Linked DNA regions of Mus musculus: all the other regions are linked to region 1. Evidence: chromatin contacts called from public HiCAR-type, HiChIP or PLAC-seq and promoter capture Hi-C data. All regions are on one chromosome and are shown on one strand. Each heading gives the region's core, a stretch centred on a gene start, on an enhancer-like site or on the middle of the called end of the contact. The rest is flanking DNA. Distances are from core to core; before and after follow the strand shown.

Region 1 (3,224 bases), core at 426-2,925:
AAAACAAGTTATAATCTCATCTTGTTGTGAAAACTTATTTTGAAAAATATTTACAAAAAGAAAATTATACTAGGCAGGTGTGGTGGTACACACCTTTAATCCCCAGCACTCTGGAGACACAGCCAGGTAGATCTAAATATTGAATTCAAGGCCAGTGAAATCTACACGGCTAGACCTTGTCTCAAAAAGGAAAAAAAAAAAAAAAAAAAAAGGAACGAAGAAAGGGAGAAAGGAAGGAATTAAATTATACTTTACACCACTTTAAACTTGACTGCTTTTTTTATGTTTTTTTTTTCTTGTTGTTTGTCTCTTTTTAATTTTTTGTTTTGATTTGTTTTTGAGACAGAATTTCTCTGGCTGTCCTGGAACTCTGTAGACCTGTAGACTGGAGGGGCCTTGAACTCAAGAGATTTGCATGCCTCTGCTTCTGGATTAAAAGCACCACCACTCAGCTTTAAGAACAGATTTTAAAGACAACGCCGTCCCAGGTCAGGCGATTTCCCCCCCGCTGTGCAACTCTGTATGATTTACGTGGTTTCCTGATGTGCAAATTGGAATTAGTAGAATGTCTGAGTGTAACTACTGCTACAATGAAACACCAGGGCCAAAAGCAACTGGGGTGCGGGGTGCGGGCAATTTGGTTTATACTTTCATTATCACTGTTCATTCTCATCAGAGGAAGTCAGGACAGGAACTCAAACAGGGCAGGAACCTGGAGGCAGAAGCCAAGGCAAGGGTCCTGGAGTACTCGAGTAGCTTGCTCCCTCTGGCTTACTCTGCATACTTTCTTACAGAACTCAAGACCACCAGCCTAGGGGTAGCCCCCTCCAATGGACTGGACCCTCCTACATCAATTAATTAGTTAATCCTACATTAATTAAGAAAACATCCCACAGGCTTGCCTAGAGCCAGATCTTAGGGAGGCATTCTTCTTAACTAGGGTGCTCTCCTCATAGATGACTCTAGCTTGTGTCAAGGTGACATAAAACTAGCCCGATCATACAAGGACTCAGTCTTAGGTGTCACCCAAGGACTAAACGCCTTAACGCGTGTACGGGTCATGCCTGAGACACAACTCTATACAGATTTCACTCGCTAGTACCGTCATGTGCAGCAAAACCCTCGTAGCTTACTTAAGAGACAGTAATGGGAGGTTGTAGGTTGGAGCAAGTGAGATAGACACACCAGAAGAATGGGATGGGTGGGTGGAAAAAGAAAGAAAGAAAGAAAGAAAGAAAGAAAGAAAGAAAGAAAGAAAGAAAGAAAGAAAGAAAGAAAGAAAGAAAGAAAGAAAGAAAGAAAGAAAGAAAGAAAGAAAGAAAGAAAGAAAGAAAGAAAGAAAGAAAGAAAGAAAGAAAGAAAGAAAGAAAGAAAGAAAGAAAGTCCACGGCTGCTTCGCACTGCGGCGGGCTTGGGGCAGCCGCAACAGTGAAACTAAACCAACGCTTCACTCCTGCCTCCTCTGAGCTGAAGCTACAGGTGGAGAGCCAGCGGGCGCACGCTCCTACCCGGCTCTCTGTTTCGCTCCCCGGCGGCAGCCGCCACCACAACTTGTTCCCGCCCGTCTCAGCCTCGTGAGGGCGCCCGCGCCTCGAGGCGGCTGGAATTGGCCCGCCGCGGCCCCGGTAGCCAGACTTGAGTTGCTGCTGTCACCGCCTTTTCCTCCTTTCCCTCAGTTCCTTTTCACTTCCGGGGTTGCTCTAGATCCGCTGGTTCCGTAACAACATCCCGTTGGCTTCCCTCAGGCGGCGGGACCTGTGTAGCCGCCTTCCTCGGAGCGCCTGCCCGCCTGGGCTCGCGGGCTCCCCGGTCCGGGACGCCATGGCCACCAACCCGCAGCCGCAGCCACCGCCGCCCGCGCCTCCGCCGCCGCCACCGCAACCACAGCCGCCGCCTCCGCCGCCTGGCCCTGGGGCTGGCCCGGGAGCGAGCGGGCCGGGAAGCGCGGGGGCTGGTGCTGGGGACCCGCAGCTCGTTGCCATGATCGTAAACCACCTCAAGAGCCAGGGGCTCTTCGACCAGTTCCGCAGGGACTGCCTGGCCGATGTGGACACCAAGGTGCGGGGCTAGAGCGGCGGGCGGCGCGGGGAGTGGGGTCCCGTGTGCTCCGAGGGGCGACTTCCCCGAGCCGGACCCTCGGGACTGTCTTGCATACAGGGCTCCTTTTGCAGCTGCTTCGTTTGTTGATTTGTTTGTTTGCTTGTTTGTTTGTTTGTTAGACTTGCGGCGGTGTGCCATGCACTCTGCAAGTCTTGGAATGTTCATTCATTCCCCTGCCCTTGTGTTCCTTTCTCCGGCTAGAAACACTAGCCTGGAATGCCTATTATGTGCCAGGCAATGCTTGGCCTTAGCTAGTATACCACTGTGGTAAGCAAGACCCAAGTCGTTCCTAGGGAGACTGGTTTAGAAGCACTAAGGCAAACGGGACTCGGTTTAGAGTTCATTCTTTTGTTTTTCGAGACAAGGTTTCTCTGTGTAGCCCTGGCTGTCCTGGAACTCTGTAGACCAGGCTGGCCTTGAATTCAAATCCGCCTGCCTCTGCCTCCCAAGTGCTGGGATTAAAGGCGTGTGCCACCACTACCTACTTACTTTTTTCACCTAAATTGGTTTTTTTTTTCTACCAAAAGTTTCTTCGGCTTGTAAATGCAACAAATGTAGCGTTTGCAGATATCGTAAAACGGTAAGGCAACGATTTACAATGTATTTTGCTGGATGTTGAGGGGCGGGTGAACTTGCAAAGGTAGAGAGGCAAAGTTGGGCAGAGAAAAAAAGTGGGTTGGGAGATGGGACTGTCGTTTGATCTTTTGCAATGGCTGCCTGGCTTAGTAGTTTACTAAGATGAGAAGAGGCAGACAGACAGACAGACAGACAGAGAGAAAGAGAGGTATAGCGCATGGAGCCAGCCATTCCGTTGGAAATCTGTGGAGAGGAAATGACAGCAACTTGAAGTGAAAGAAGGAAAGGGGAGGGGGTGTGTGTTAGGTTATATGTTAGGAGACAGAGGACAGAGAGGCAAGGGTCAGCAGAAAGGTTCCCTAACCAAGCAGAAGGGGAGGGCTGCAGGCACCCAGCACCGACGTGGAAGCGAGCTTTAGCAGGGAAACTGTCATCTTGGCAGCAAGCCAAGGTTGCAGGACTAAGTCAGTGAAGTTGGTGAAAAGCTATGAAAGTGTGTCTGGAAGCAGGCGAAGGGAGAGGTGTTGGTTCCTCTTGTGGGGTATTTG
Region 2 (2,845 bases), core at 168-2,667, 2.0 Mb before region 1:
TTGCTGGCCACTAGCCTAACTCTAGCTTCCAGACTAAGACAGAAAATGATAGAGTAGGCTGTCTTCCTCTCTGTGGGCACAGGCACAACACACACACATACACACACACACACACACACACACACACACACACACACACACATTCTGTGCACACAACAAAACAGAGTTCTCCAGTTTAAGGAAAGCAGTCCCCTACCCCATCCCCACCTCCAGACTTATGACAGAAGCAGACAAGGCCACAGATAAAAGTGATGCTAGAAAGTGACAATTTCAATGTCAATAAACCAGGAAACTTCTGGTTTTCAGAACTCTCCTTCTCCCTCTCCCTCCCCCCTCCCTCTCCGTCCCCCTCTCCCTCCCCCTCCCCCTTCCCCTCCCCTCCCCCTTCCCCCCCCTCTGTCTGTGGTGGAGGTACTGCACATGTATCATGTAGTCAACTGTTCTAGCACTGAACCACACCTCTGGCTTTCGCCTATTCATTAAGACACAAGAGTGGAGCTCCTTGTTCAGGTTCATTAGAGGGCGAGTCTCTGGGCCCACTGAGGTCAAGTCAGGAGGCAAGACTTGGGAAGATAGGAGTGGATGCCAAGTGTTGGGAGCAGTTTCCTCTACTGAGTCAGAGTGGCTTCTGGGGCCAGTTTTCACTCCTGAGGTCCAGGACGCCTTTCAAAATCACGTTCTATAGCAATGGTCATGTTGTCCTACCTTTGGTGACAATGACCAACCTGACTTCTTATGTTATTCTCTCATTTTATTTTATTGAGCTGCATCCCAATTAAAAACAACTGGCATGAGAAAGAGTGGTGTAACAACACAAAAAAGCAGATCCAGAGAAGGAAATTATTTCAATAGGAAACACAGTGTGCACAAGGTAGGGGGAACCAGAATCCTCTAGATGGGACAAGGGGAGCTAATTCCCAAGTGGTGCTCAAAATACCCAAACTGGCAGTTGTTGATAGTAGGCAAGGCTCTTTCACTCAAATTCACCTCTAGACTGGTGTCGCATTACAGCTTTCTCCTCACCTCTACACCCACAGGGGCAGCCTTAGCAGTTTCCTCCCGGGTCTGGAAATCCCCTGCACAGGGGATCTTGTCCCTAAGAATCACCTACATACACATCACCTGCATGGAGTCCCGCTAGTCCCTCCACCTGACTTTCCAAAGCCCTCACCTCACCCCACCCTTCTGCCTTTTCACTGTCTGGCTTAGCACTTACCCCAGGCTCAGCAGCGTGGTGTACTCTGCGCAGCGGCCCAGGAAGATGCTCTGGAGGTGAGGAGTGGTACCCTCCCCTGTCCACCGCGCTCTTGCCCCCAGAAGCACTGTCAGCAAGGACAGCCATAGCCACAGCCACAGAGACAACAGGCCTCCCTGGACAGCCATCAAGAAGACTTTGATTCCTCTAGCCCGTGGCCTCTTGGACTCCTCCCAGTTCCTCTTCCACTGAGGAGGCGGTTCCCCTTAGCTGAGCTTTGGCAGGACTCATCCAGATGCCAAGCCAGCCCACCTCCCATCCTCTTTCCTCTTCCATTACGACAGAAATTAAACTTAGGGCATTGCCTGGCAAAAGACGCCTCGTGGAGGGACCCCAAAGGGAATGGGAATTTGAAGCGCGCGCGCGCACACACACACACACACACACACACACACCTCTATAGAAATCTGTTACCATGTGAGCCCTAAGCAAACTTAAATTCTGTCCTGGTTCACACAGTCTTTCCAGGAGAGACATGTGCTACCCTTAGTGAAAATTGATGGCTTTGAGAAAAGCCGAAGGCACAAGGGCACAGACAAGAATCACATGCCATTCCTAAGTTGACTCTTAGGGAGTTTGTCTGGGTGGACTCTGGATGTGACTGACTGGTGCCTGTTTTGTCTTTCCTTTTCTTCCTTTGTGAGGGACATCGTCCACAGGCATCACTTACACCTGCCCCATGGATTCTGGAGCACAGGGCTTGTTTTCTAGTTTTCCAAGTGCTCACAGATAACTTTGTCTGAGAATACAGTACGGTCAGAGCTACACTCCTTTGTAATTTAGGCAGTTTAGATGTGAGATTTGGGGACTTGAATTGATACTAAAATAAGTTCATAATTGTAGGGGACGGTAGGTTAGGTAAAGGAATTTATCATGTAGGATGGATGTGAATTTTTGAAGACCAAAGGATAACTCCAATGAAGCCAAAATACCCATTAGAGATGTTTACACTCATATTCTGGAGTTCTGTGATGATTGCCTTGCATGGTAGTGAAGGCTCTATGCCCCAGTATAAGGGAATATCAGGACCAGGAATGGGAGTGAGAGGGTTAGGGAGCAGGGGGAGGGGAGAGGGGAGAGGGAATTTTCAGAGGGGAAACCAGGAAAGGGGATAATATTTGAAATGTAAATAAAAAAATCTTTCTTTAAAAAAGAAATTGCCAAAAAAAGTAAATAAACAGCAACCCCAAAAGTCCCCAAAACCCCCAAAAAACCAATCACTATAATATGCCAAGATTGTTACACAAAGATCATTTTCAAAAACAATTTCCTAAGTGAGATTTTTTTTTCCTGTGAGGAAAATGTGAATTTCTTTCCTGAATTCCTAAGCCCCGCCAACTACTTTCTTTTGGGAAAACCCAACATACTGTGTTGTGCTAGAGCAGGTCAGTATGAGTAATTCCAATATCTGAATCAAATGTTTCAAGAGATCAGCTACTCAGTGGGCTTCCTTGTCAAAGGGAAACTTTTCACTGCGCTTTCTATACTTCTGTGACAACCTGTGGAATTTCTCTGGACGGGAAAGCAACTCAGCAGATGACACAGAAACTGCAAGTGTGTTGCTAGCCATTTCTAGCGTAGTGTTAGCTC
Region 3 (3,304 bases), core at 143-2,642, 1.8 Mb before region 1:
TGCTCACTTTCTCTCTTCAGAGACGAGGCTTTTCCTTTCGAGTGGGAGGGCCCGCTCAAAGTTGTGAACTCTCAGGAGCCATCCTGTGCCTTTTTAATGATTAATTATGTAGCAGCAAGTTACTCTAGCCCCAGCTTCTAGGGTACCAGGTGAGTGACACAGCTGTGTGTGGTCATTTAATCAGATGGACGGGACACCTTTCACTTGATGAGGCCAGGTCAGCACCCAGGCTCTGCTCATGGGATTGCTCAGCTGCACAGGGGGTGCTGGAAGCACCTCTATGGCAGGAGTCCCGCTGTGGGCCAAGCTCTTTAGACCTTTTTACAAGTCTGTTTTGTCACTGATCTCATTATCTGTTTCTACATCTGCTTCCCCAGCAAAGTCTCACCACTGGACCTGGTCTAAGTTGGTTTTGTACACTGTAAACTTGAGTTCTTCATCTGCTGCATCATTGATGCTCACTAAAAACTTGAATAAATGACTCTGTAAGTGAACTCTAGGCCAACTATCTATATACAGATTGATCTATGTTTATATATGTGCATATCTCTCTATCTCTATGTATACATATATGCACATATTTTCTCTATCCATATACAGTTCCCCTCTATACAAAGCATGCTGTCGTTACACTTATTTGCAGAAATGTTATATAAAATGCAATAGCAGACATGTATTTCTCATTAGATTTTATTAGCATTTCATAGCACCTAGCATTTCATAGCACCTAAAATGAAAACAGCTGAGCTGATGGCCAGTAGACTTCTGAAAGCTTGGCAGACCTCAGCCCTGCGGTTCAGAGCTCTTTGTCCAATAACAAGAAAAGTGGAGCTCGCCACACGGAGAGTACTCCCTCCGGCCCGCCCTCCCCTTCCCCGGAGCAGTTTAAACTAAAGGCCCGAAAGCAACACGCAGCTAGTGCTTAGCAGCACACTGACCAGAGAGGCTCTCTGTGAACCGGTTTGCTTTTCCCCTGCAAGCCAGACAGCAGCTGAAATCAGAGCTGTCCCTGCAGTGCCCCCACTTTGCATTGAGAGAGTGAAACTGCAAGCAAGATGAAGGGTCTCTAATGTTAGCAAGATGAGAGTCCCTAACGTTACAAAGCATTCATTCCACTCTCACTGCACCAGGGAGGGGCTGGTTTCTCTGCCGGAACGGAAAGGAGAGGAAAGCAGGACACTGCAGCCTGTCTCTGTTAAAGACTGATTTACCTTCGTCCACTCTACAAAACGAAGTTTGCAGATTCCACTTGCTGGGCTGAAGGGATGAGATGAGAGACCAGTTGTGTCAAGCCAGAGAACCTTTTAGAAATGAGCGAAAGGGTGGGCTGGGGTAAGAGAGGTTACTCCCTGGGAAGCTGCAGCCATATCTCAGGGTTTAAAAAAAAACACCAGCTTAGCAACCAGTTCCCAGGGAAGGTCACTAGGCGGCCGCTTTTTTTTTTTAAAGTGGCAGTTTACTTTTAAGACTTGGAATATGAGCTTGCTGGGCAAGCAGTGGAAAAATAACGTGCTGAAGAGAGACAAAGGGAAAGCAACTGGGCAGCCTAGCAGAGAGGACTCAGGCTCTCAGCAGGGTGTCCTGCCTTATGTCTCTGGGTTGCATGGCCTGTTGGGTCAAGGACAGAAGGTGTTGATAAGTAGAGTGGTTTAGAATCAGGAGGGGCCATGTTGTGTGGAGCTGCCTAGTAAGCAGTAGCAAAGACTATGTGGCCGGGCATCAGAGCTATCAGAGCTCCAGCGTGTGTTGCATTAGGGATGTTGGCTGGCTGTGCACAGAAGCTGGACCGCACACGCCTAACCTCTGTTTCTTCAACTCTTCACTACAAATGACCCAGCGGCCCAGCAGGGATACAGACAAGATGGCTCAAAAAAAAAAAAAAAAAAAAAAAAAAAGGCAAGAAACCAGGAGAAAAGGCCAAGTAGTGAGAACAGTAGTAAGCAGACTCAGACTCTACAGGCCAAAGACAACCACAGATCAAGGAACTCCACAGACCGCGGCCTCCTAACCCCAAGTGTTGTTCCTCAGAAGCCTGCCATTTTGTTTCTTAGACAAGACCTCTGACTGGAAGCTGGCATTTGGTGATTAGGCTAGGCTGCCTGCCTAACTCCAGATCCCTGCTTGTCTTAGCTTGTCTGGTGCTGATAGAACAAACGTGGGCCACCATGCTGAGTGTTAGCCACCTTCAAAGCCAGGTCCTCATGCTTGTGTGATGAAAAGCCCTTTACTAATAGAACTATCTCCCAGCCCCTATTTTCTGTATCCCTAAAGCTCTGGCATTCACTGCATGGGTCTTAGATAGATCTCTGAAGCTAACTAATTCCTAGAGACAATAAATGACTCCAAGGAAATGCATATATTCTCTTTGATACGTACTAACTGACCCCAAGCTGGCATCTCCATCTACTGCAATCACCAAGAAGTACCCCTCTGCTCTAAGTCACTCTGGAGGCAGGTGCTTAGGGAGCATGTCTATGATCCAGAATATTCTGAAACAAGTCAAATTATTTAATTCTAAACCCACCAGCACACTTACCATGCCACAACCTTCCTTCCAGGGAAAACCCCAGTAAAGGGTCTCTTTTGGAGCCTGATGTTTGGAGAATGCTGTTTTTGGAGACTGCTGCTGATTGTGTTTGGTTGATTGGTCTGTCTTTGTATCCCCAGTGCTGGGAATATAGATGCCTGTAGCCACTTGGCTTTTTATGTGGGTGCTGGAGACCTGAGCTCAGTATTTATTCTGGGCCAGTATCTTATTGATTGAGTCATTTTTTTCCCAGCCCAAGAAACAAATTTATATCCATTGTGATATTCTGTTATAGAATTATAAGACATTTCCTGCTTTGAAGGATCTGTGTGAATAACCTTTCTACAAGACAGCCATGTCTGTGTCTTCATGTCTCACCGTACCAGAGAACCCAGAGTTCACTTTTTAACATATGTGTGTACAGTGTACACATGAGCCAACATGTTTGTGTGGTGTGTGTGATGGGGAGAAGGAAGATATCAGATTGAGGTACTAATATGGTCTTCATAACATATTGACATCTTCACTCCCAGTACCACAGAACCTGACATTATTAGAGGTAGGGTCCTTACAGTGTGTGCTGGTCAGTCTTATGTCAACTTGACACAACCTAGAGTCATTGGAATGAAGTGAACCGTAATTGAGAAAATGCCTCTATAAGGTTAGGCTGTAGAAAAGCCCGTAAGACATTTCCTTAATGACTGATTGATGTGGGAAGGCCCAGACCATTGTGGGTTGTGGCATTTCTAGGCTGGTAGTCCTGGAACCTATAAGAAA
Region 4 (2,872 bases), core at 246-2,745, 1.5 Mb before region 1:
GGAGAAGAATTGGGTAACCTTCTGGTGTTTGCATATGTATAAGAAGAACTGATGTCTGTCCCACACCATTGCTGGCTTTGTTCCAATATTTGAGTCATTCCACCCAGAAGCTGATCCAATGATCTGGATCCTCCCCCAAGTAAAGAAAGTTGTAAAAATCCTGCTTCAGCAGATCTCTCTGAGATATACCTCCCTCTGAGGGTTATGCAATTACAATCTGTTGCTGGGACACGTCATTAAAAGGCACTGCAGAGAAATGTCATATCTAAAAACACGCTCCAAAACTAAAGAAGTCAAAGTGACTTCAATATTGTTTCTCTCAGAGATCACTGAAGCTCTTCTCACAAATCACCATAGCATTTTCACAAACCCCTTTCTTCTTAACTGCCCCCGCCACCAGCCTTTCATCTTTAACTCCTTCCTCAGTTCTGTTTCCATCTCGGCAAGTCACACACAACACTCATCTCTTATGCCTGTCTGGAAACCGTACCTTTTCAAGGGGTGGATAGCTCCTCTCACTTCTCCTTCTCTCCCCAGAAGCTGACAAATAAGAACAATACTATATTTTATATCCGAACTACCTTCTAAGTTAGACTCATGCATTAAAGGCTTGGTCACCAGAGTGCAGATAGCTGTGTGTGTGGGGGGGGGGGGAGGGGAGGGGGGAATAGGAGTTGGAACCTTTAAGAAGGAAAGCCCCCTGAAAGGGAGTTGGGTTGGCTTAGTTGAGGCTTGCCTTCAAGGGGACCTTGGCATGTTGATCTCTTCCTCCCTGTGTGGTTTCCTCTTGCCTGGGGTGAGTAGAACTCTCAGAGTTACAGTGTCTGCATGTATACATGACGTACCAACGTGACCTTGGACTTCAACCTCCAAAAGTCATGGGTCAAAATAAAGCTTTCTTCCTTGAAAGTTGATTCTCACCCAAATTTCATCACAGAAACAGAAATCTGACTGAGATGTTGGCAGGGGTGGGGAGGGGGTGAGGGCAGAACAAGAGGGACGAGTTCTAAGTGAGTGTTGGCCACACTTCCCTGTGAAAAGAATGGGGTGTGCAGAAGGCCACCCTCATTAGCTCAGTCTACACATAGTATAAGAATGGGGTTTATCGAGAAGGAATATTGCCGAGATATAACTTAAGGAAGTCCTAGGGTTAACTCATAATCCCCAAGCTTCCATGCGTGCTGGCTGAAAACAGAATACTCATGAAAGCACTTGGCACAAGATCAGCAGGTAGGAACTACAGGCCGCTCCACCTCTTCCCAAGCCTAATTCCTGTCAGCGCTGATGGAGTACATAGACTCCCTTTCCAATGCTTATTAAAAAATATTCAAAACATTACATTTTTCCTAAAAACATCACAGCAAAGATCCAGCGCACTTACTCTACAGAGTCTGCCATTCCCATCTCCCAATGTCTGTTTCCTTATCTGAAGCTCCGTCCACCTTTTACCTATTTAACCATCAATTCAGCTTGTTTGTAATTCATTCCAAAGTCAGTTGCTGACATCGGTAACTTTCTTTCCAGGCAAGTCTCTGTGCACACAGTTTTATTTTTAAATGATCCCCGTGAAGGACGTTGCAAAATAACCTTTTAAACGTGATACAAATGCTGGTATGCTGGTAGGTCTTTGTCCCTGACAAAATGTAGGTCAGTCTCTCTCTGTCTCTGTGTCTGTGTCTCTGTGTCAGTCTGTCTGTCTGTCTGTCTGTCTGTCTGTCTGTCTCTCTCTCTCTCTCTCTCTCACACACACACACACACACACACACTTTACTGAACTTGAAAGCACTATTTTTCAATGTTTATGTGACCTAACCCTGGGCTGCAGCTATGTGGGAGAGAAAAGTTTCTGTGCACAAAAACGCTTGAAAGACTCTCGTGTGAGGCTATGCCAGTGCCTGGAAAACACAGAAGTGGATGCTCACAGTCATCTATAGGATGGAACACAGGGCCCCCAATGGAGGAGCTAAAGAAAGCACCCAAGGAGCTGAAGGGGTCTGCAACCCTAGAGGTGGAACAACAATATGAACTAACAAGTACCCCCCCTCCCGGAACTCATGTCTCTAGCTGCATATGTATCAGAAGATGGCCTAGTTGGCCATCAATGGAAAGAGAGACCCATTGGTCTTGTAAACTTTATATTCCCCAGTACAAGGGGACGCCAGGGCCAAGAAGTGGGAGTGGAACCTCAACAACCTGAGTTACATCTAGGACTCACATGGTGGGAAGAGAGAACCGTTCTTCTGTCTTCCACATCACTACATACAAATAAATAAATGTAAAGCAAAAAAAAAAAAAAAAAAAAAAAGTGGGAGTGAGTGGGTAAGGGAGCAGGGTGGGGGAAGGATATAGAGAACTTTCGGGATAGCATTTGAAACGTAAATAAAGAAAATATCTAATAAAAAAAGAAAAAAAGAAAGACTCTCCATTAAGTAAAGTTTTGCAGCTTTTTGTAACTGAGGACTTTATTTATTTTTGTAGGGTATTATCCACATAAACAGAGGTAACACTTTTAACTTACTCTGCCCAAAAACCCAATTTTCCTATAAGAAGGTGTAGTAGAATGAATTTCTCACTGGGTAGGTATGTCTATCTCTAAGCCCCACCCTCTTTTTTCTCTTCCTTTTAGCTCACACACTGTATAACTACCAGTTCCAGCTTTGATTATTTGGGAAATGCCTCTGAGTTAAGAAAGAAAGAAAGACATCTCTTATTAATGATGATGTTATGAGTTTGGGAATGTAGAGGGCAGCTTTGACCCTCATGGAATCATCTTTCATATTACGGACAGAAGGACAGATCACACATTGTTTGATATCTCATATCTCCCGTGTGAAATTTCATTTAACCTTGAGGTTCGCCTGGGAGTACACTT
Region 5 (3,122 bases), core at 612-3,111, 1.4 Mb before region 1:
GACTGTTGCAAAAAGAAAACCACCACCACCACCACCACCACCACTACCACCACCACCACCACCACCACCATCACCACCAAAGTCCTTTATTCTTTTGTTAAGTGAAAGAGGAGTCTGGCAAATTAAATGATGTGTTAGCAACAGAAAAGCCAAGACAATGTAAAAAAAAAAAATTTTTTTTTTTTTTTGCTATAATTTAAAATAGGTCAGAATCCAGATGAGCATCTTTAGATTTAATAAAGTTTCAAATAAAAAATTAGTGCCCTGTGCTGAGTACAATCCATGATTTCTTTGGGAGGCTACGGGTGATGGTGGTAATGATGTAGGGGTTACCGTGTTGACTAACCCCATTTAGTGAGTTTTGATCATATTATAGAATATGGGAAAATTTATCTTTTACTTCTTAGACATGTTTTTAAAAAGCAAGTTTATCTGTATGGATGTCTTGTATGTATCTGGGCATCCACTGCATGCCTACCACCTTTGGAAACCAGAAGATGACTGAGAGTCATGAGTTACAAATGATTGTGAGCTACCATGCTGGGGGTGGAATGTTGGTCTTCTGGTGGAGCAGCCCAGTGCTTTGTTTTTATTTTTTAATTAGATATTTTCTTTATTTACATTTCAAGTGTTATTGCCTTTCTTAGTTTCCCCTCCGAAAATCCCCTATCCCCTACCCCTACCCCTGCTCCCCAACCCACCCACTGCCATTCCCAGGCCTGGCATTCCCCTATATTGGGACATAGAACCTTCACAGGACCTAGCAGCCCAGTGCTCTTAACCATTGAGTCACTTCTCCTAGTCCGTATTTTACTTTTTGAATCTAGCATTTTTGACTATTTATCCATGTATTTTGGATCATATTCACCTCGTACCCTTACCCCTAACTCATCCTGGACCTCTTTCCATCCCCCTCCCAGCTGGCTGGCTTGATTTTGTGCCTGCAACAGCTTCTCCTAAGCGTTTTTAAGGACAATGGCCCCATTCTGTGCAAAAGACAGTGTCTCCTCAGTCCTCTCAAACTCCCAGTGTCTACAGTCGTTTTTAAAGTGTTTTCATTTTTATTCATGCTTTCTCTCCCCTCTCTCCCTCTGTCTCCCTCTCTCTCTCTGTGTGTGTTCCGCATGTTTAGGACCCTGGAGAGTCACATAAACATAGGATCCCCTAGAATGGTAGTTTGTCAGGGAGTTGTGAGCTGCCCAATATGGTAACTGGAAACCAAACTCAGGTTCTCTGAAAGCACAGCCAAGTTCCCTAAACCTCTTAGGCCCTCTTATAGTCTTGCTGCTCCCTCTTCTGTGATACCCCTGGAGCCTTGGTGGGAGGCATGGTATAGATGACTTGAAAATCTAGACTTTTATTTTCCAATACCTATTATTCTCTGTGAAGCCTATATGCTTACAACAAGCACAAATCTTTACTGTGATGGATTACTGTTCAAACTTTCTAACAAAAAACTAATAACTCTTCCTTTCACTTATCCCAGAATCCTGTGTTGGGGTCATGATGGAATTTCACCTTTATGACAAGGGAATCAGGCCTCAGCTTGCTCAGTCTGTGTCTCTTCCTTGTTCCTCCTTTACACGGAGCACTAAAGAACCCACAGGGTGTGCAGAGAACCAGGAGAAAGTGACGATCGGGTGCTAGCACTGTGATCTAAACCACGACCACTAGACCTACCTCAGGTTTAAAGGTTTGCTTCTATGTCAGCTTGCATGGGCTTGTGTATGCCATTGGCCCAGTTCCCCTGAGCTCCAGGCAGTTTTTAGCTGCCCAACATGGGAACCACAGTGGAGTCCCCTGAGGAGCATTAGTGCTCTCAAGGTCTGCACTCTCTAGCAGCCCTTGACTTCCTCATTTTTGGAGTAAAGCATTAGGTCAGATGAGGTAACACTTCAGTGTTACTGCGAGGTGTCTAAGGTGTTTGAGGGCTAGGTGCAGGAAGGGGCGTGGCTACAAAGGGGCTTCCAGGCTGAAATACTGAGGAATCCTGCATGGGTAGCTCCTGGAGTGGCTCTGACCCGCACACTACACTGTGAAGTGGCTTGTGTTTTCTTAAGACGTTGATTGATGCCTCTGACAAACTACAGTCTCACCTGACAGTGTGAAGGGTGCAAATTGTAGAATAAGATTACACAGCTCTGCCAATAACTTAATAGTTTATTAGTCAGTCAACAATATTACAAATATTTAAAAATTACTTAATATAAATAGTTGGCAGCAAACTATTCCATTACAGAGTTAAATTACCAGTACAACAGACAGACTGGAGATTTAGACACCTGGAAGATAACAATAAAATAAACTAAATTATTTAACAAAAATTTTAAGCTGAAGGCGTTTTACCTAGTGTCCATAAAAGCATGGGTTCTCTTTTTATTTAGAAAAAAATAAAAAACGGCTTTAACACCCCATTAGGAATATAAAATAAAATCAACTGAAAATATTAATTTGCATATCAAAGAACCATTTATAGTTACAATCCAAACACTCCATAAACCACTTGTGCGATTCTATACAGAAACTGGGAATTAGAAACTAGTTGCTTTAATATTACAAAGATTTCAGCTCCAAAAATAATTCAACATAAAATAAACTTTAGCAATTAGTGTCATAAAATTATATATTTTCACATAAAAATACAAAATAATATTAATGACAAGAATATGAAAAATTATTCCAAGTATTTTACTACTATTAAAATAAAATAAAACCCAAAAAAACAAAATAGAAATATGCATGAAAAAAGTCTCTCCTTTTGTTAGCAAAACACTATCCAAAATAACTACAATCATTTACATCAGTACAAAGATTTCTGGGTTTAAAAAATAGTTGCAATGACAAAAGGGGCATCTTTTCTGACAGTAAAAAATGACACTGTGGATAAAGTCTGCAAAATATGCAATGAAAAAAATAAATTTGCATTAAAAAGGTTTACACTGTATCTTTATACAAACATTAGAAACAGTATTGCACATCACAACACAGAATCGAGGTTAGTCAGCCTTCCAAAATGTGTTATATTCAAGTTTTGTGGCATCTTTGAGGAGAGGCTCGTGCAGCCAGATGCAACAGGGATAAAATATCAAGTGTTTTCCATACACAAATATATAAATGCTAAA
Region 6 (3,248 bases), core at 243-2,742, 1.5 Mb before region 1:
CAAACGATAGGCCACCAAGATCTGAACCATCTGAAAACAGGAGCCCACATAAGCAATTACGCTCCCTAGTTCTTTCTTTTAGGCAATGTGGCAGAAGCTTTCATAACTAACTTTCAGAAGTTCCGTCTCCAGGTGCACTCACACCATGGGCTATGACTTTCATGCTGGCATTTTGTTAGAACACAACTCGGTCTCTGTCATGACTTATTTGTTTGTCATCTGCCTGGTGTAGGCTCTACAGCTGCAGGACTCTGTATGTATTCTGTTCACTGCTTTTGTCTCTGCTTCCTCAAATACAGCCTAGCATAACAAGTGCTTTGTAAAAATGGTCATCTGACAAAGTTACTCCAGGACTGTAGTGTGTCCTTGTCTTTGCCCATTTCTCTCTTATCTCTAAAACACAGACAATATGTAAATCTGATTCACAACTTCATTTGGGAATTAAATACAATTCGTATACAAGGCTTCATACTTAACCTGGCATATTGTAAAGTCACAAGACACATTAGGTTTTACCCTAGGTATCATCACTAATACCACAGTTACATTATGGTTGATCCTCACCAACATTCCAAATTATGAACAAGCTGGATGACTGAGATAGTAGAGATTCGAACTAGCTCCATGTGATCTAAGGCATGGTCATGGTTTCTGCAGGGTGCCACACATAAGCTTTTCCTTTTCCTTACTCTGCACTTTTAAATGAAATTGAGATGCTTATGTGGCTTCAGAACAAAGAGATCCATGCCTTTGGTTTTATAGGTTGTGTGGGTAGTTAATATCCTGTTCTGCCATCCTGTTTCAAGTTTTATAATGAGACTGCTTTCACACACACACACACACACACACACACACACACACACACACACACACTGCTCAGTTTCCATGGTATGTGGGAAAACTCTTCTGGAATTGATGAAGGAGAGAGATGGGACTTTTTGTTCAGCTCTCCATTCTGATCCACCTCCTCTTAAATGACCTTGCAAGGTCTAGACTCATCATACTGCAGCAGCTAGAGGTTAGACAGCCCCTTGTGAGCCCCTGAGAATAAGAAATCCACCAATTTGCTTCTCAGAATTCTGTTTACTTTTTACCTCCAAGAAAAGAACACATTAGACCATCATTCTCTTATCGCCATTTCTCTGATCTCCATCCTCACTAACACAACAAGGCCTGCAGAATTCTTGGCCCAAATTGCAACTCCCATTGAATCTTGACTCTTTGGACCTCCCGTTTGGATAACAATTAATTGCCCCAAGATCAACAGCTTAGGCCAATGGATGCTGGCATTCCAGCCAAGTTTGAGCTGAGTCACTCATTTGTGTGTGGGGGGGGGGGGGGCGGGGGGGGGGTCATGGAGAGGAGGCTGTCCAACACCAGCTGATAAATCATCTTCATTGACCATTCAGTTCCATGGCATCTCTTCCAATCACCTAACCTACGAGGGAGAGCTTACTTCTTTCTTTATGAAGAAGGCAGCTGCAGATGCATGGGCTGCCTACACAGATACACATGTGCTGACAAGAGGACATGAAGCTTCTGGATTCCCATCCAATTTGTGTCTCTTATTCCTCCTTTGAGAAACGGAAGCATCTAGAGAGCAATAAAGTTCTTAGGATGAAAATCCAAAGAAAAGACAAACCTTGAACAGTACATTTAAAAGAAAAAGAAAAATGAAGAAACCACCCTTGAAGATCATCAGATAGGTACCGCTATTGCATAAGTCTGCCAGAAGATGGGGCCACGTGTACTTGTCTAAAGTCCTTTGCAAACTCCAGAGGTTGGCAGGGAAAAAGGACATATTTATACCACAGGATGCATTTAGGGTAGATTTGTGTTTGTTTGTTTGGTTGGTTAGTTGGTTGGTTTGTTTTGATTTTTTTACAGTCTCTCATCCTTTCCTTCCTTTCTTCCTCCCCATCTCCTTTCTTTTCTTTCTTCCAATCATTGTACATTCTTGGGAAACGATCAGAGAACCCCCACTTTTCTTGTATTTTTAAGTATATGTATGTAATAACAACCTCTCTAGTTTGACTTTGAAAATGAATAAAGCAAAAGCCATGCACGGCCCTTCCACTAGGCTGTCATTTCTTTCAGGTTTTTAACCCATAAAAAAATAGAAGTTGAATGACATCTACCATACACATTTGGTAGAGCCTTATTTTAAGCCATGGAGAGCCTCAGAATAAAGGTAAAACACCAGCCAACAAAGAGGTATTATCTATCTGCAGGGACTGGCCTGAGAGATTTCATTATCACACCACTCCCACATCAGGGAGGTAAAACAACAAAAGGCAGGAAGCAGGGGCCATTTGTGAATGGGCAGAGGAGGCGTTGAAAGGATGAGCTAGAAGCAGGGGGAATAAGAAGGAACAGGAAAATGGTATGTCTTATTTTCTCCAGCTTTGTAATTTACTGTATTCAACTTTTGAAACACGCTATTAAGTATCTGTTTTCTTCCTTTATTAAAGGACTAATTTCCCCCTCTTACTCAACTTCTCTGCTTTAGTCTAAAGAAAAAATTGATTGCAATAAAATACAACGATCATTTCCATGACAATATCAAGAGTTTCGAAATCAAGCTCACAACTTCTGAGCGCAATTATGTCACAGCTCCTGGAAAATTGGCCTCACAGAACAGATTGTGCTAAATCCTAAGCTTGTTCCTAATCAGGGCCCAGCATACAGAGCGCCTTTGTCAGCCGAGGGGTGATTGTGATGAGCCCTGTTGAGGCTTGGACCATCTTCTCTCAGACATCTTGGCAGTCCTGAATACCAGGAATTTACAGATTTTTGTAGCACAATTTAGTATCTGGTTTAGGTTCAAAAGCAAATGGTTTGACCATGACTAATCTTGCTTATTTTAGAACCATTGTCTGGAGAGATTCTGAGATACCTTCTCTTGTGGAAATTGTCACCTAGTTCACATACATGCACACACCAGACACATACGTACGCATACACACACACACACACACTTTAAAATACTCTGGTATTTTTCAGTACCCATGAAGTTAGAATTTGTGCAGTTGTGTATAGGACATCTCCTGGCTAGAGACACTTGTCTTGTGTCTTAGGATGTGGGCTGCCTGAAAGAAGGCTTTTTTGGGCTCAATTCAATGCCAAGTTCTGAGTCATGCTATGGTCTGTTGGTTAGAGAAGTAGGGTTGCCAAGGATGCTAAAGCCCAGGATGGTTAGCTTTAGTAAGGTTTCCATAAAGCCCACCTTTCAGCCAGCTAACTGACAG
Region 7 (3,169 bases), core at 650-3,149, 1.9 Mb before region 1:
CCAAAGTAGCTGTATTTTTTCTTAGTGGACTATAATCCTTCCAATCCAGGTTATAGTGAAACTCAGTTTGTAGGTGACTATTTTTGTTGTTATACACCTACTAAATGAGGCATATATAATATGATGTATTTATAGTTAATATGAGAAAAATCACAAGGATGCTGGGTGCATCCCTCATTCTTTCTTTATTCTGGTATTCTTGATCCAGCTACTGAGGAAAATCTCTTCATATAGCTCTATGTAACTGGTACACTGAAGTCGGAGTCTATATTCCAAGATGGCTAGAGTGAAAGATTAGGATATAACAAATGAGGGGTTAGCAAATGTCTTTTGAGAATTGTTAAAAATATGGAGGCAAAGCCCTGCTTAAACAGCGGAGAAAAGAAGGGGAAAAGAGGGAAACAGAGAAGGGAACAGAGGAAAGAAGAATAATGGGGTGGAGAGGGAGGGAGAAATCTGTCAAGACTTATCAGTTCTGTAAGCTATTTTTGTTGTTGTTGTTTTCTTTTTCTTTTTCTTCAGTCACCTCTTTGTTCCAACTAATACAGTACACAGGAACAAACTTATCGTCAGATCTAGATACATTTGGCCAGAATTTTATGTACTGATTTGTGAAATCCTGGGCAATGTCTTAATTTCCTTTGTCATAGCTGTTTTCTCTAACATTGTTTACAGGGAGTATTCGTGATGAGGTATTCCTATTAGCACTTCAAAAATACACGTACTCCGTTTTCCTTAAAATCTTATGAAGTAGGTTATTTATTCCCCTCATCTCATTTTACATAAGAGAATACTGCGGTCAGAACACAGAAGTCAGGTCGCTCTCCAAGGTTAGTACAACTAGAGTTTGGTGAAACCATGAACCTAAGCTTCATCTCCAGAGTCTGTTTTCCAGCTCAATTTGCATGTTAATATCAAAAGGTAACCAGAACTAGCTGCACTAATAGAAGTATCTTTTTATTCATTTTCTGAGAGTCTGGTTCCTTTTAACCATTGACATGAATTTGGGGTAGGAAATACAAAGGTGAATAATGTAGCATATCTTCTGCTTACTGTTCAAAGTTTATGGTTGTTGAGAAAACGACACACCCTTCCCAGGTTCTCAGCCTTGCCCGTGTTTCTCCCATTTTTCCACGAATTCTAAAGCCACGGGGTGAGAGCCGGCTCTGATACTTGGGAAAAGTCTACTGGAGGGCTTAGATGAGGACAGGTGACGTGCACTGGCCTTTCTCTAGGCAGTGACCTCATTTATGGCCCTTTCTTCCTGTCTGAGCCTCCTCGGCTTAAAATGGCGGGATTTGTGCTAAGGCTCTCTCCCTACTAGACAGCCATGATGGCTCCCCGCCCCCCCCACCCCCCCCAAACCCCCGCAGGCTCATCTGGCCGCTCTGGGACTGTCGTTCCTGATCTGAGGTGTTGGTCCTCCCTCTGGTGTTTCCAGTTCCCCAGGGCCACCATCCCACTCTGCTCCGTGCCAGGAGGGGTGAGGAGGGGCTGCCAGGTCCCCAGCTCTCAGCCGCAGGGGAGAGGCCATGCTAGGCCCAGAGCCAGCATCCCAGGCCTAGCAAAACCCGAACGAGGCAGCAAAGGCGGCTGAGGGCTCGGCGCGCGCACAGCCCGCCCGTCCAGAGCACGCAGGCTCGATCTGGTCACGCAGGTCCCTGCCTCAAGGCCAGGCACCCGGAGAAGCGCCCTTGAAGACCCTCGCCCTGGGACAGTGCGATTTTTTAAGAGATGTAACGCAAGGGACCAGGGACGACCATGCCCACCGGAGGAGAGAGCTCTGGGCGCCTCAGCGCGCGCGCCGGTCACGTGGGCCGCGGCACCGCATGGCGGCGGCCCGCGCGCCCCCGCGTCACGGCCCCGCGGAACCGCCCGGGCGCGCGCGCCGACGGGGCGGGCGCATGCGCAGGGGGGCGCGCCGCCTCTGCCCCGCGGCGAGGGTGTCTATGGAGAGGCGGCGGCCGCGGCTGCTGAGGCGGACGCTGAGGCAGTGGCGATGGCGCCCTTCCCCGATGAAGTGGACGTCTTCACCGCCCCGCACTGGCGGATGAAGCAGCTGGTGGGGCGCTACTGCGACAAGGTAAAGGAGCGCGGGGCGGAGGGCGGCCGCGGAGGAGCGGCCGGGTTCCGGGAGGCCTGGCCTGCGTGCCTCCCGCAACCCCCGCGTTGGCGCCGCGCGAGCCCGTCGCCCGCGCCCCGGCACCCGCGCGGCTCCCGAACCTTCCCACCGGGGTCCCGGGAGCCCGCGCTGGCCGCGGCCTGGGACGAGCGCTCGCGGGACTGACCTGTGCCGGGGTGAGGGGCGCTCCCGGCCGTCCGGCTCGGCCGCCCGCGGGGTGCCCGCTCCCCGTCCGCAGGCCGCTTCTGCGGTTACTCGCAGCCACAGCACCGCTCGCCCGGTCCCTTCGGGCTCTTTTAGTCGCTCTGCAAACACTGCATCCTCTCTCTGGACCTCTTGACTTGCTTCCTGGCTCCACAGGCAGCGTCTTGCAGCCCCTGGAGCAGGCTTATTTTACCTGCCTGCTTTGCACTGGTTTGGTTCCGTACACAAGCCCGGTACACGGACTGGGAAGACCTGCACTCCTCTTTCCTGGTTACTCTTTTTTTCCTTCCAGTTTTTATTTTTCCTGGATACTTTATTCCTTGTAGAATTTGTTCCTCTGTTGGACTTTTTACTGGAAGCAAATGAGAGGGGCCCCTAGGAAAAGTTGCCTTGCAGTGGAACTCACTTTGGACTTTTAATGGGTGTAGCCGAAGTTGAAGAAGCACTCTTGTGAAGATGAGTTGGGAACCTTTTTCTAATGATGCTGAAAACTCTGAATTGTCACTTTATGTTCGGAAGATCATATATGAGTAAATTCTGGGCAGTCATATGTTTTGCAAAAAAGGTGAACCAAATAAATAGCTGTTAAGTAATTATTAACTTAAACGTAAAAATAAATTGAATTATCAGAGATTACGTGGAATTAGCACCACTATTAACAGCAAACAAGAGTTGTCTTTCAATCTGGAGAGGTGCTAGGAAGGAGGCCAATGTCTTCCCTGGTAGGCCACGGGAAGACCAGCAATTTGAAGTGTAGGATCTTAGCATCTTGGCTGCACAGTCCTCTCCCTCCATTTTGGGAAAAGAAAAACAAACAAACCAATAAACTCAAACCCAGTTAGT

The links. Promoter capture Hi-C pulls out the DNA fragments that hold promoters and counts their contacts. HiCAR-type assays count read pairs that join an accessible place to other places. HiChIP or PLAC-seq counts read pairs in DNA pulled down with a chosen protein or histone mark.
Region 2: a promoter capture Hi-C map of pre-B cells shows a contact between it and region 1. The contact joins the promoter of Bst1 here to the promoter of Bod1l in region 1. A contact is called at or near these places in 5 of 39 promoter capture datasets (embryonic stem cells, hippocampal neurons, liver and 1 more), 3 of 115 datasets of contacts at active chromatin or transcription factors (astrocytes, embryonic stem cells and large pre-B cells) and 1 of 9 other capture datasets (adipose tissue).
Region 3: a contact with region 1 is called in an H3K27ac HiChIP or PLAC-seq map of stem cell-derived neural progenitor cells, with 6 times the contacts expected there. The contact joins the promoter of Cc2d2a here to the promoter of Bod1l in region 1. A contact is called at or near these places in 4 of 39 promoter capture datasets (embryonic stem cells, hippocampal neurons, liver and 1 more), 4 of 115 datasets of contacts at active chromatin or transcription factors (kidney, large pre-B cells and stem cell-derived neural progenitor cells) and 1 of 9 other capture datasets (adipose tissue).
Region 4: a contact with region 1 is called in a promoter capture Hi-C map of liver, with 6 times the contacts expected there. The contact joins the enhancer-like site here to the promoter of Bod1l in region 1. A contact is called at or near these places in 6 of 39 promoter capture datasets (cranial neural crest, embryonic stem cells, frontonasal cranial neural crest and 2 more) and 9 of 115 datasets of contacts at active chromatin or transcription factors (acute myeloid leukemia, astrocytes, embryonic forebrain and 6 more).
Region 5: a contact with region 1 is called in an H3K27ac HiChIP or PLAC-seq map of stem cell-derived neural progenitor cells, with 9 times the contacts expected there. The contact joins the enhancer-like site here to the promoter of Bod1l in region 1. A contact is called at or near these places in 5 of 39 promoter capture datasets (cranial neural crest, embryonic stem cells, frontonasal cranial neural crest and 2 more), 5 of 115 datasets of contacts at active chromatin or transcription factors (the 230-238 cell line, embryonic stem cells, pro-B cells and 1 more) and 1 of 9 other capture datasets (macrophages).
Region 6: a HiCAR-type map of astrocytes shows a contact between it and region 1, with 7 times the contacts expected there. The contact joins the enhancer-like site here to the promoter of Bod1l in region 1. A contact is called at or near these places in 6 of 39 promoter capture datasets (the C10 cell line, cranial neural crest, frontonasal cranial neural crest and 3 more), 12 of 115 datasets of contacts at active chromatin or transcription factors (the NIH/3T3 cell line, T-cell acute lymphoblastic leukemia, astrocytes and 8 more) and 1 of 9 other capture datasets (embryonic stem cells).
Region 7: a promoter capture Hi-C map of hippocampal neurons shows a contact between it and region 1, with 20 times the contacts expected there. The contact joins the promoter of Fbxl5 here to the promoter of Bod1l in region 1. A contact is called at or near these places in 3 of 39 promoter capture datasets (the C10 cell line, hippocampal neurons and liver), 2 of 484 Hi-C or Micro-C datasets (CD4 T cells and bone marrow-derived macrophages), 5 of 115 datasets of contacts at active chromatin or transcription factors (astrocytes, forebrain, large pre-B cells and 2 more) and 2 of 9 other capture datasets (adipose tissue and liver).

Annotation. Positions count from the first base shown.
Region 1 is chr5:41,842,766-41,845,989 of GRCm38.p6, reverse strand. It overlaps Bod1l (biorientation of chromosomes in cell division 1-like), which reads left to right and starts at 1,675. Exons shown (of 26, transcript NM_001310601.1): 1 at 1,675-2,058. The coding sequence starts at 1,822.
Region 2 is chr5:43,817,465-43,820,309 of GRCm38.p6, reverse strand. It overlaps Bst1 (bone marrow stromal cell antigen 1), which reads right to left and starts at 1,417. Exons shown (of 9, transcript NM_009763.3): 1 at 1,217-1,417. The coding sequence starts at 1,383.
Region 3 is chr5:43,660,467-43,663,770 of GRCm38.p6, reverse strand. It overlaps Cc2d2a (coiled-coil and C2 domain containing 2A), which reads right to left and starts at 1,392. Exons shown (of 38, transcript NM_001359906.1): 1 at 1,212-1,392.
Region 4 is chr5:43,382,149-43,385,020 of GRCm38.p6, reverse strand. No RefSeq gene overlaps it. Among named protein-coding and RNA genes, the nearest start is that of Gm43699, 29 kb to the right of the region's middle. Within about 2 kb of position 1,495, at least 7 of the 459 cell types and tissues checked have an H3K27ac peak or open chromatin away from gene starts, as enhancers often do. A contact at or near this core is called in liver, where this site is marked.
Region 5 is chr5:43,288,745-43,291,866 of GRCm38.p6, reverse strand. Cpeb2 (cytoplasmic polyadenylation element binding protein 2) reads right to left here. Exons shown (of 12, transcript NM_001368806.1): 12 at 2,143-3,122. Among named protein-coding and RNA genes, the nearest start is that of Gm7854, 55 kb to the right of the region's middle. Within about 2 kb of position 1,861, at least 58 of the 459 cell types and tissues checked have an H3K27ac peak or open chromatin away from gene starts, as enhancers often do. A contact at or near this core is called in the 230-238 cell line, pro-B cells and stem cell-derived neural progenitor cells, where this site is marked.
Region 6 is chr5:43,358,990-43,362,237 of GRCm38.p6, reverse strand. The region is part of intron 1 of Gm43699 (a long non-coding RNA gene); the gene reads right to left. Among named protein-coding and RNA genes, the nearest start is that of Gm43699, 6.3 kb to the right of the region's middle. Within about 2 kb of position 1,492, at least 30 of the 459 cell types and tissues checked have an H3K27ac peak or open chromatin away from gene starts, as enhancers often do. A contact at or near this core is called in astrocytes and stem cell-derived neural progenitor cells, where this site is marked.
Region 7 is chr5:43,780,879-43,784,047 of GRCm38.p6, reverse strand. It overlaps Fbxl5 (F-box and leucine-rich repeat protein 5), which reads left to right and starts at 1,899. Exons shown (of 11, transcript NM_001159963.1): 1 at 1,899-2,083. The coding sequence starts at 2,000.